Regions from separate parts of the Zea mays genome. Here region 2 is linked to region 1. Evidence: chromatin contacts called from public Hi-C data. All regions are on one chromosome and are shown on one strand. Each heading gives the region's core, a stretch centred on a gene start, on an enhancer-like site or on the middle of the called end of the contact. The rest is flanking DNA. Distances are from core to core; before and after follow the strand shown. Region 1 holds the start of LOC100279780. Region 2 holds the start of LOC100381541.

What was found. Hi-C and Micro-C count contacts between places; a contact is called where the count stands out from the background.
Region 2: a contact with region 1 is called in a Hi-C map of ear, with 2.3 times the contacts expected there. The contact joins the promoter of LOC100381541 here to the promoter of LOC100279780 in region 1. A contact is called at or near these places in 2 of 25 Hi-C or Micro-C datasets (ear and tassel).

What each region holds. Positions count from the first base shown.
Region 1 is chr1:30,749,019-30,754,773 of Zm-B73-REFERENCE-NAM-5.0, reverse strand. LOC100279780 reads left to right here and starts at 1,356. Exons shown (of 18, transcript NM_001152738.1): 1 at 1,356-1,443; 2 at 1,983-2,080; 3 at 2,209-2,259; 4 at 2,382-2,495; 5 at 2,585-2,785; 6 at 2,873-2,974; 7 at 4,572-4,679; 8 at 4,760-4,990; 9 at 5,073-5,323; 10 at 5,399-5,570. The coding sequence starts at 1,359.
Region 2 is chr1:31,047,087-31,053,674 of Zm-B73-REFERENCE-NAM-5.0, reverse strand. LOC100381541 reads left to right here and starts at 4,711. Exons shown (of 7, transcript NM_001174369.1): 1 at 4,711-5,060; 2 at 6,548-6,588. The coding sequence starts at 4,868.

The sequences.
Region 1 (5,755 bases), core at 107-2,606:
TAATGTAGTCATGTTATCAGTGTGAATGTCTTAATCTACATGTTGTTACTCATGTTGTGTCATTGTGTGTGATTGAGAATTTAAATTCAACTTCTGCTGTTTTTTTTCAAGCCATGCCATGTTTTGTTATGTATGGCTCGCGAGTCAAACGAGCTGGCTCGAGCTACAAAACGAGTCGAGCTGAGCGTGGTTCCTAGCTCGCTACTTTATGGGGGTGTTTGGGTTGAGGAACCACTCCATCCAAAATTAAGTGGTGCATCATGAGTCCATTCCTTAAATTTGGTGGGATGACTCCATTCCACATATTAGTACTAATTAATTAACTATGAGGAATGGAGTGGTGATGTATCAACCTATTCATTCCACAAACCAAACAAAAAAGTTAGGAGTGAGAAGATGATGGACTAGCTCATTACTCAAACTAAACACCCCATTAACGAACCGAGCTGAGCTAGCTCGTTTGATTACCGAGCTATAACAAACCGAGCTGGCTCGATATCCACCCCTAGCCCATAGTACCTGTCGACGACGACCGATCAACCCACCCACCGCACCCATATATAGAGGCACGAAAAGACCCATATATTTATTAAAGCTACACTTCATTCCACACTTTCATATACTTGATAAAGAACACAAAGATAAAGATAATGCTAGTTAGATATTTTTTGTAGCTTTGAATTAGAGTGTGTGATGTAATTTTACTTTTGTTATAAACATTAGACAATAAACTGAACTTATGAACTTTGTATAGAGTTGATTATACTCTTTTTCCTTCTAACAAAATGATTTATAAACGAGCTAGTCATTGCATAGCTGTGGTAACTTTAATACAAATATTAAGTTTAAATTTGTTCAAATTTATTTGTCTTATCTTTTATTTGTTTTATTATTTTTTTGAATTTAGGGCTCTAATGTGAATTTTGGGCAAAAAACTGAATTTCGGGCCAAAAAATGAATTTCGGACCATAATGTGAATTTCGGGCTTTTATAATTTCGGGCCGTCCGAAATGAGCCCGGCACATTTAAGCAATTACGGGCCGGACCGTGGGCCGAAGGCTAGACTCATGGATCGGTCCGATACAACCCAAAATTCAAACAATACGGATCTTTTCAGACTTGGGCCGGACCGGACGCCCAAATATACACCTATATCGACGACCGATCAACCCACCACCGCACCGCACCGGCAGCACGACCACCCGGTTGCCTCCGGACCCCGGGCGAAACGGTCTCGTACTCGTCCTGGTCGTCCATCGGAGTATCGGACCATCGCCCTACGGCCCTACCCTTTCCCAGCCAAGCACACTGCACATCGCCACCCACCAGCACCCCAGTGTATACGTCGGCTGTGTCGCATGCCTCGCTCACTCGTCGTCGGCGACCTCGCCGTACCGGAGATGGCGCATCCGTACATGAAGAAGGACGACGACGACGAAGATGGTTATCCACCCCTCCACTCTCCCCCTCTAAACCCAACCTACGTGCCTCCTGCTGCTTTCCCGCGGCTACGATCTGAGTGCCTCTGCCCGTTCTAGTGTGCCGGATCTAGCGCGATCTCGTCGTATCTCCGTAATTCGTGTTGTTATCCGCGGCGGTAGTGGTGCTGCGGATTTATTTCCGAGACTTCGCTGGTTGGACAGATCGTCGGGGTTTATTTGGGAATTGGGGTGGGAGCTCGCAGTTATGTGGATCTGGACTGCGTTTGTTTACGGCGTCGTGCGACCTATCTAACCCAGTCAATGGAATCTGGGTTTTCCATCATTGGAGCTTCATGACTCACGAACAATATTCTCGTTTAGATCCCTTCCCTAGCCTATTTGCCTCCTTCCTGTAACACTACTATAGCCATGTTCCTAAGCATACCCCACTTTGTTTGAAATTAATCTGTCATCTGGTCTTTTTATAGATTCAATCCAATTAAGCTTGTAAAATGCTTCCAAGTTGTCTCATCTTTATTGACTGGTGGATGTTTTAATCAGTCGAGTATTCACCATTCTTTGGGATCGAGAAGGGGTCTGTTCTGCAGGAGGCACGAGCTTTCCATGATCCACAGCTTGATGTGAGACGATGTTCGCAAGTAAGAATTCCTTGCACTTTCTCCCATTTTGTCATTCTTTGTAACCTGAGTTTTTGAGACATAATTTGACCCTCTTATTTTCTTTGCTTTCTTCTCTGCTTCCTGCCCTGTTTGGAACTTTGTTGCAGGTCATCATCAAGCTATTATATTTACTTAATCAAGGAGAGACATTCACCAAGGTACCGTAGTAAAAAAATGCATAGTAGTAAAAGTTTTGTAGTTTCTGTGTGCACACATTTGTACAGAGAAGCAAAACTGTTTGATTGGGGAGAAAATTCAATTGTGCATGTTTCTGTTACAGGTTGAGGCCACGGAAGTCTTCTTTGCAGTAACAAAGTTATTCCAGTCTAGTGATGCTGGTCTTAGGAGGCTAGTGTACTTAATGATCAAAGAACTTTCTCCATCGTCAGATGAGGTTAAATAAATGATGTTTTCAGATGAATACAATGTTTTTGATGCCTTCTAATCTAATTAAAAGATGGTTGAGCTTTATGATTGTAATAGGTCATCATAGTCACAAGCTCATTGATGAAGGACATGAATAGCAAGACAGATATGTACCGTGCCAATGCTATTAGAGTTCTTTGTAGAATAATTGATGGTACCCTACTAACTCAAATTGAGAGATATTTGAAGCAAGCTATTGTTGACAAGAACCCAGTGGTTGCTAGTGCTTCTCTTGTTAGTGGCATCCACCTGGCCCAGGTACTAGCATAATTCTATGCATATATACCGATCTCTTGTTTAAGGTTGGTTAACTGTATCTTTTGTGAGTTTGTCTACACTCTACAGGCAAACCCAGAAATTGTGAAAAGATGGAGCAACGAAGTTCAGGAAGCTGTGCAATCAAGAGCTCCACTTGTCCAGTTTCATGGCCTTGCTCTTCTTCACCAGGTATACTTGTTCCATTGAGCCAGCCATTGGTTTCCTAGATGCTAAACCCACCAGACGGTCAGTCACCCTTTGATTAGCGTTTAGTTGGTGTGGACAATAAATTATATGGTTTAAACAGTTTGCACTGTAGCAGTAAATATGCATACAAACACTATAGTTACATACTAAATTTTTGAATGTTACTCGAGACATGCACACAGTTGCACAATATATCATAGACAATTAGACAGACATAATGACATAGATAGTAGACTTGCAGTTCTTGGTTCTCGCATAGTTAAATGATAAGCTGTTATTACGTAATAACATTACATTTGTGTCGGGGATCAGATACCCGGGCCCCAGGGGGCCACAAGTCAGAAGAGGAGTAGGGAGGGACCTGCCTGGGCGGGACCGCCTTCGGAAGACCCCCGCGCCCTGAGCCCAGGGGTCGGGCGAGGTGAAGCACGGTCGGAGGGCCAGAACGAATCGACAGGGAACCACTCAAGTGGATTCCGCGTCCGGTCATAAGACTGCTCTCGCCATCAATGCTCCGCACACCACATTAATTGTGCCTGGCACTGAGCCGCGGCGTTGAGCCGATCCGCCTACCACTCATGACCTACGAGTCCGAGGCCTGAGCCCCACTCATAACCTATGGGCCCTAGGCCTGAGCCCCCGACTCCCTACGGAGCACACAAGACGATGGAAGAAAGCTAGAAGGACAGACTAAAGGTTCGGCGCGAGAAGAGGCGAACAGGAGGAGTAATGATGGCGTTCAGACTCCCGTCGCAAGCACGCTTCCCCAACATATTTAAGATGAGCACGAGTCATATGAGGACAAATATCAACGAGGATTTTACCAAGAGAAAACCATTCCATTTTACCAGCGTAGCAGTTCCTTCCGATTGAAGATATCTGTAACCGCCCCTGCGGCCCCCTTCTTGATCTATAAAAGGAAGGTCGGCCCGACGAAGAAGAGAGACCGAATCCGAGAAGCACACTTGAGACATAGACCCTTCAGCACACACACATAGAGACTTGGCACCCCTTCCTCTCTAGCCCACTTGTAACCCCTACTGTGAGCAACAAGGTGTCGGTAGCGCGAGCCATCGAAGACGGGAAGTAGGGTCGTTTTGTTCAAACCAGTATAAATCTTGCGTCCATTGAGCACATCATCCGGAGCCAAAACGTGCATACACAAATTTACTCGTTGGTGCTGGTTCGGAACACTGACAATCATTGTTATTAAAACGTCGCTTAAACGTCGTTTAAACGACAAAATGTGATTAAGAGTTGAAACATCCGAACGTTTTACCAAAATGGAGTAGAACGTCTGTTTCACGCATTTAAACGTTGGTTAAATGTCCTCTGAGCGTTTTAAGGCGTTTTACTTGCGTTTAGGACGTTCTACTCGTCGTGGGCTTTTCCTTTCCTGGGCCAAAAGATGGAAAAACCCTAAGTTCCTTTGGTTCCATTCTACTGTATATGTAAAATTATATGATAGTTTCAGTAAACGGTCAGGTTTTATAGTGTGCATTTGGATAATGTGTACTATGCTCTAGTTTCTCTTCGCTTTTTATACTTAATCTTCATTTGATTTCTCCCCAACTTGCAGATTAGACAGAATGATCGTTTAGCTGTAAGCAAACTAGTTTCAAGTTTGACAAGGGGATCTGTCCGTTCTCCTCTTGCACAATGTCTTCTGATTCGTTACACAAGCCAGGTAACCCAATAACCCGTATCTTGCTCCATATAAAACTAGGTAAATATGGGAATTCCTAAAATATAATGGACAATTTGCAGGTTATGTGTGAGTCAAGCATGAACACTCAAAATGGTGACCGTCCATTTTTTGATTTTCTGGAATCATCCCTCAGACATAAAGCAGAAATGGTGGCTTTGGAAGCTGCACGGAAGATAACAGAGATGGATGTTACAAGCCGTGAATTGGCACCAGCAATTACTTTGTTACAGTTATACTTGAGTTCATCCAAGCCTGTGCTTCGATTTGCTGCTGTCCGGACTCTCAATAAGGTTATCCTTACATGGCCGTCAAGCTTAGCTGTTCAAAATTATTCCTGCAATATTTGTTTCTTGATTTTCCATTATATCGCAGGTTGCTAGGACACGACCTCTGGCGGTGACAAACTGCAATGTGGACTTGGAGAGTTTGTTGTCAGACCAGAACAGGAGTATAGCGACCCTGGCAATTACTACTCTTCTTAAAACTGGCAATGAATCAAGTGTGGATCGTCTCATTAAACAAATTACCCTTTTCATGTCTGACATAGCAGATGAATTCAAGATAGTTGTTGTTGAAGCTATACGGTCTTTGTGCCTGAAGTTCCCACTAAAATATCGCTCAATGTATGTGAACAACTGAAAGAGTGTTGATTCTTTGCCTTCAATTCTACTGCTTTGACTATGTCTTCTGTCTTTCAGGTTGAATTTTTTGAGCAACAGCTTGAGGGAAGAAGGGGGCTTTGAGTATAAAAAAGCCATAGTGGATTCCATAGTTACTTTGGTCAGTGAAATACCAGATGCCAAAGAAATTGGCCTGCTTCATCTTTGTGAATTCATCGAAGACTGTGAATTCACATATCTTTCTAGTCAGGTAACTACAATTATTATGTTATTGCTAATAACTCGACCTGTGGGGGGTAAGACAGTCCTCGGGCATTGTATTAAGAAGAAAACCTTCTCACATAGGTCGAGTAAACCCCCGAACCCCTGACCCACCCATACACAGTGGCACCGTAGCCCACGTGAGAACAACCGCGACCAGGGACATGCCTTAAA
Region 2 (6,588 bases), core at 3,462-5,961, 300 kb before region 1:
TGACACCGAACGGACCCCCACTGCTACTGCTACGGCGCTGACGGGCTGACGGCTCCGCGGCTCTATCTCAGAATGAGTTGGGCCAGCAATCAGACTGATAAAATATTCCATAGTAGGATCGGAACATGATAAGCGAGAGGAGAGGATGGACCCCGTGCTGCCGTGCAGTTGCCATTCGTGATCATCGGTTCTGTCTTTCACCGGATGCTTTGGTGGGACCATAGTGGACATGATGGCAGACACGGACCCACCCGTCTACTCGATCAAAAACGAATCTGAACTCTCCTGTTCTGTTCCTGTCCACAGGAACGCTTCACTGCAAAATTGAGCTGATCGACGTGCACGGTGACGATTTCATGCAACGGTAAAAGAAAAAAAAAAAGGATGAGGGAAATCACTGAGGAGCAGGTGAAAACACAAGGCTCCTGAGACTGAGAGTGAAACCTTTTGCTTTCTTTCTTCCTGGTGGGGTAGCTCTACTGCCCTCTTTCAGAATAGAAAGGCAGGCGGGTTTACAATTTCGGACCGAAATTTCCATGATTTCGCTGGGGTCCGAAAAATATATGTTTCCGAAATTAGTATTTTTCAATATAAATTATATCGTTTTTTAAAACATTAAATTTATTTGATTTTGATCTAGAATTTCGGAAATTTCGGAAATTTCCTGTTTCTCGCCGGGGGCCGGAATTCTTTCTTTTCCGAAAGCGCGTAAACCCTGGGCGAGAGCACGCCGCCGAGCTGGAAACGCCTCGCGCTCCCAAGTCCCGGGCGCCGACGTGTCGCGTGCGTCAGCGTCATGCGTCGCTTTCAGAACTTACTCTTAGCATCCAGCAACCAGCAACAGCAATAGCTGATGCACAGCTACGAGCCGGCAGTAGATGCGTCTGTTGGGTACCCACCTACGTACGTACCCTCACTACGCTGCACTGCACTCGGCTGAGGCCAGCGTCCATTTCTGTTGCCGTAATCGCCAGCCGGCCAGCGAAGCTTTCGCTAGCGACAGGGCCGCCTACGTACGCTTGTGGCTGAAGCACATCGCGTGGGGTGGGGATCGCGGGCGCGCGAGATCTGACGGAGGGGCCCGTCCACTGCGCGATGCATATCATCGGCCTCCTCTAACTTCCAACGCGAGGACGAAGGGAATCTGCAGCCGCCCCAGTGGCCCGAGCAATGCAAGCTAGCTCGCTGCGTCGGAGAGGACGCGACGAGAGCGCCAGCCGACGAGCATTGTTGCGGATCGGACCGCGGTCGGCGTTGCGAACCCCCGGCGCTCCATTCGGTTCTTGCACAGCCGCGCCGATGACGACCTGCTCCTCGTCGTTCCCCCACCCAGTGGCGTGAGAACTTCCTTGCAAGCAGTCAGCGGCTACTCGCTTATTGAAAAAAAAAATCGAAGCAACCTCACCTTTGGATCGATTTCTCACGAAACTATGACTTCGATGGGAGCATCAGTCACATGACAGGGGCACAGGGCCTGGATGGACATATTCCTGATTCAAGGCATGTAATGTTTACGGTTTACCCACCACCGATCGAGTCGTCCAGTACTTTCAAGTTCAGTAACTTCAACTTCGGTTCAGTAGAAAGTCCATACGCGAGCTACATATGAGAACATTGAATCTCAAGAAAAATGCCCAGAGCAGTGGTTGCGCAAGTCCTGAATATTTATTCTCTGTAGTAGTAAGATAACTCAACTTCTCTTTGAAACTATAATTTTTTTGTGACTGACCTGTTTGGTTTGAGGAACGAGTCAATATATCATCTACTCATTCCTTACTTTTTTATTTGATTTGTGGAATGATTATCATCTTGTTTTTCATAATCCATACTAGTATTTAAAATAGGAGGACATATCTGGTGCACATGTAAGTTTAGTGCACATGATGCACATATTAAATCATCACTATCCATTTTAGATCTCACGTCTCTCGTTGATCATTGCAATTTACAAATAACACCTTCCATCACGTCGGAGGATGTCTTTAACAAAATACACAAACAACTAGAGATGTTAAATCTAAAATAAGTGGTGCAGATTTAATATGTGCACCATATGCACAAAACTTTCATGTGCACAAGATATGTTCTCTTAAAATAGACCCCATTTCATCAATTTTGAGGTATAGAATAATTCCTTAAACCAAACACACCGTACATTTATCCTTGCTGCTAGCAAAAACTCAAATGGCCTTTTCTGAGTCGGACTATGCGAGCGGTTGCAAACATGGTCTGACTTTTGCTACCCAGTTATTTATTCTACTCACGAATTGATTTGTGGTTCGCTGAGTACTCTGAATCTCAAATGGTGACAAATGGAGGCCCTGAATAAACTATCTCAGTGTGCCTGAACTTTTTCTTTGATGCCACATAGCTAGCAAAATCACAAACGATCTTTGCTAGTTTAGGCTATAGCAGGGTTACAAAAATGTGTTAGAATCTATGGTGTATAAAATCGATTCCCCAATCAAAGACGCGATTAGACGATTAAGATTAATTCTATCCTGGTTACTGTTAATCTGCTAGTGTAGAGGATCTATACCAACCTGCAAATATGGGTAGTAATGTACCGCGATACAAATGTTTATTCATAATTCGTTAGGTCCCTAAAAATATATTAATTAAAAAATGAATAGAAATACAGTTCGATCTTAATCCGATTCGATTCTTCAATTTTATAGCATACAATTTAGAGTTCATTATCACCCCTGCCCACAAACAATATTTGAGTAGTTCGTTAAGTTTTTTTCCCCCCACCGATGACTCTCCGCTCCGGTCTAGTAAACGCCAGCCCAATAGTAGGTTTATGAGAACAGCAGCTGGCCATTAGATAGCTCGGGGTTTCCAAAATTAGGTCAACTGCAACAACAGGGATTAGAGCAGCCAACTGCAATAACAGGGATTACGGCGGCAATCAAGGCCTCAACAGGTTGTATGCAAAGCCTACTGAATTGTTTCTTTACACAATATCAAATGCACGGCTGGTTGGCAATGCTTTGATCTCGTCAGAAAAATGATTGCCAGCCTGCTAGTGCTAGTTCAGACGACGATGCCATTTGGATAATGCTGCTCGACGATGAAACCTTGCCTAGATTGACCTTAACCAACGCATTATAATAAAAAGGAAGCGAGAAAACTATCTAGACGCACGGATCGTGTGATGAACAAGAGGCAAATAGTCAAATACTAGCTCCCTTCATATTTTTTTTTAAATAATGCCATTCTATTCTAGCACGGTTCTCATCGGTTTAGATGGAGCTCTTGCAGTCTTGCTGGCTCGGTTCTGAAGAAGACAAGCGCCGAACAATATCGATAAATTTCAGACAAGGACGGTATGTTACGTTTTCAACTTCTGTGCTTTCGACAAATCTCAGCCGTTTTCAATTTAACTGCGCCGAACAATATCGATAAATTACAGACAACGACGGTGGAAATGCCCGGGAAACTCCCGGTCCGGGTCGATCGGACAAGGCGTGTAGCAGACGGCAATGACGCTTGCTGTTGTCGGGATCTTCCTCCCTCCCCTAGGTGACACTGACACCGTCCAGTCATTATAAGCTGAAAACATCATGTGTGGACTGCCTGCTTATATTTATTAGAACGGACTGGATGCTAACTATGTTGATCTAGTCTGAAATTGAAAGCGTACTTTGTATTTTTCCAGAGAAATATGCACATCAAACATGCATCGTAAGAGAAACGATCCCGAGCAAGTGAACACGATCAATAGCTTGACGAATTTTTGGATGTGTCTCTGTGATCGTGGAGTGTGCGCATCTTGAAAAAAAATCATAGGTGAGAGCAGGGCACTTGTTTGCTGTCTGCAGTCTGTAGAGCTGGCAACAAGGGCTCCTATACGCCTCCTTCTTGAGAAACAGGACATGGAAACAGTGGACCAGTCTGATTACCATTTCGTCTGTACATATTCAGGGTAGCGTTGTGCCGTCCGGTTCGGTTCTTAGCCAAGAACCGTATAGATCTACATGTACCTTGGACCTCGGCCCTTAGCGTTGTGCCATCCTGCTAGCTGCGTGCAGCGTGCTAACATTTTTTTAATTTATTTTGAGATTGAAACGCAAACTCATTGTACTAAATCTAGTGTACAAAAAGACAATGCCTGGCGAAAGTTCAAGCCATCTTTTATGAAACGAAAGGTTTAAACCTATTATCGTGTCGAATAGAGAAACGCACATGCACAGAAACTAAAACTCACTTAGGCTAAAAGAAAAAGACGTCCACACAATTGAACTTTGCGATTTGTCTTTGATATAATATTTTTTTTCTTTTAGTAGCCATGGATTTTAGACGAAATCTCATCAATCGGACGCGTACGTGTGGTCTCGTCAGATCAGACATTCGTATCAAAAGAAATCCGGTGGACGCGAGCTTAATAGAAGAATGATTCCTTTCCGGTGGACGTGGAGTCGTGGACGCGGGAGCAGATATCACTAGAAATAAACGATAACGTTACTAAATTTATTTTATGTCGACGTATAGATATGCGTAAACAAATCTGAAGACACCGGTTGCGCCAACGGTTCTGGCAGTACGATCTGAGCCGTCGGCCGCGCGATCTCGCGGTGCAGGAGCCGTGCGCCGACCCCGCCCGTGCCCGTTTTGCGTTACGCCTCCCAGTCCCGGCACAGCCCACGTTTTATAGGCAGGCGCGAGCGCGACCGCGCGGCGCAGAACGCGCGGGTACGGGGCGTCCTTGCCATTTCCCACCCTACTTGAGCTAGGCGGCAGGACGGACGCGGACGGGCGGGGGAGGAGAACACACGACCGCGACGGAATCGCGAGGGGTAGGCGAGGCGAGGCGAGGCGGCGACCGAGGGAGGAGCAGTCGAGCAGAGCGTAGGGGGCGCGAGGGATGGACGCGAACGGGTGCGGGGAGAATGACGACGCGCGGGCGCCGCTCCTGGCCGGGCCTGGGCGGCGGCGCAACTCCGTCGCGTCCATGCGCGGGGAGTTCGTGTCGCGGTTGCCCAAGAAGGTGCTCGACGCCGTCGACCCCGAGCGCCCGTCGCACGTCGACTTCTCCCGCTCCAAGGGCCTCCTCGAAGGTTCAACCCGTGATCCCAGCCACTCGCCGCATTCTTGGGTTGTTTTCCTTTGCCGTTGGTTGGTTCACTCTGTCCCTACAATCTTTATAGGCGTTTCATTTTCTTAATCTGGTAATTGTGCATCAAAGCTGGCGTTACTATCGGGCACTTTATCTACAGACTATCCTGGTGATATGATTGATGTGCTTTTGAACCTAGATTCTGGAGTTGTCGTAGATTATTCGATGCTTCTGTGGATGACCCGGACACTTATTCTTGATCCTCCGCAGACTTTTCTGGGTTCCTAGGATTTCCCTTACTTTTATGATTGAACAGCTCGTGACTTCACTATCACTTGGTGCTTCTTGTGTGCATGTTTCTTTGTAAAATAGATAGCTTATATTCTCTACATATTTGGTGGAGGAATTACCTTTTCGGCGTGTTTGTGACTTTGTTCTCTGGTCATGGCTCTGGCCTTCTAGGTGGTTTGTTGGATTCTCTGTACATCCAACCGTGAAGCTATGGAACATGGTGTTTGTTTTTGTCCAAATCCCGAAAGATAACGTTGTTACTTTCTTATGTTCTACAGCAGGCATGCAAACGAGTTTTACAGATACCACGTAGCAGGCAGTGTCCTGGCCTCCTGGCCTCCTGGCCCTGGGGCACCTTTCTCTCCCTGAAACTAAAGTAATTTTTTTAACTGTGCGTCCGTGATTGCATATGGTTCATTATTTTCCTCTTTTTTCTGGGGCCTGCAGCTCTGCAGTCTGCACTCACTCCACAGCTTTGATCTCTGTATTATCTTTTGGATCTTTGACTGAAGTTGGAATACTTAGTATTATGTAGGATTGAAACATGGATATTATACAGTACCAGCCTGTTTCTAATTGCAGTATCTATATGGAGTACGACGTTCTGGATCTGCCTAGTGGCTAGTGCCTATTATTCGCCACCCTTTTACTGAATATCTTGAAGGATAGCAGATTTTTTTCCTTCTCCTGAATGAAATAGAATTCTGCGCTCATAGAGAAAACAGGTTTCAATCATACACAAGACTTTTTTTTTTTGCAATTTTGGTCTTATTTTTTGATCCTTAGGTTTTCCTTACTCGATATTTGTTTAAATAACTGAGATTTCTTTTATCTTAGCCTTGCTAGTATATACCAACTTAATTGCCTCAATACCGTTCTTGTTATTTACTGCATCTGTCCTAAAATAGTTGACACATTAGCTATGAATCTAGACAATGCCAACTTTTTGGGGACGGAGAAAATATTTGAAATATGTTATAACGTTTGATGTATGTTGTATTTCTATCATAATTTTCTAGCCTTATATTATTAATAATACTCTTTCATGTCATATTATTTGTTGAGATTGAGATAGACTATTTCGAATGTATTAGCAGTAGAGCTTACGCCTTTCCTTTTAAAAGCTTCTTATATATCTTTAATTCTATATGATCGACAATCTAACAAAGTGTTGTGCTTTTTGTGCCTATTATTTAGGGGAGAGAGAGTACTATGAGAAACAATTTGCCACATTGAGG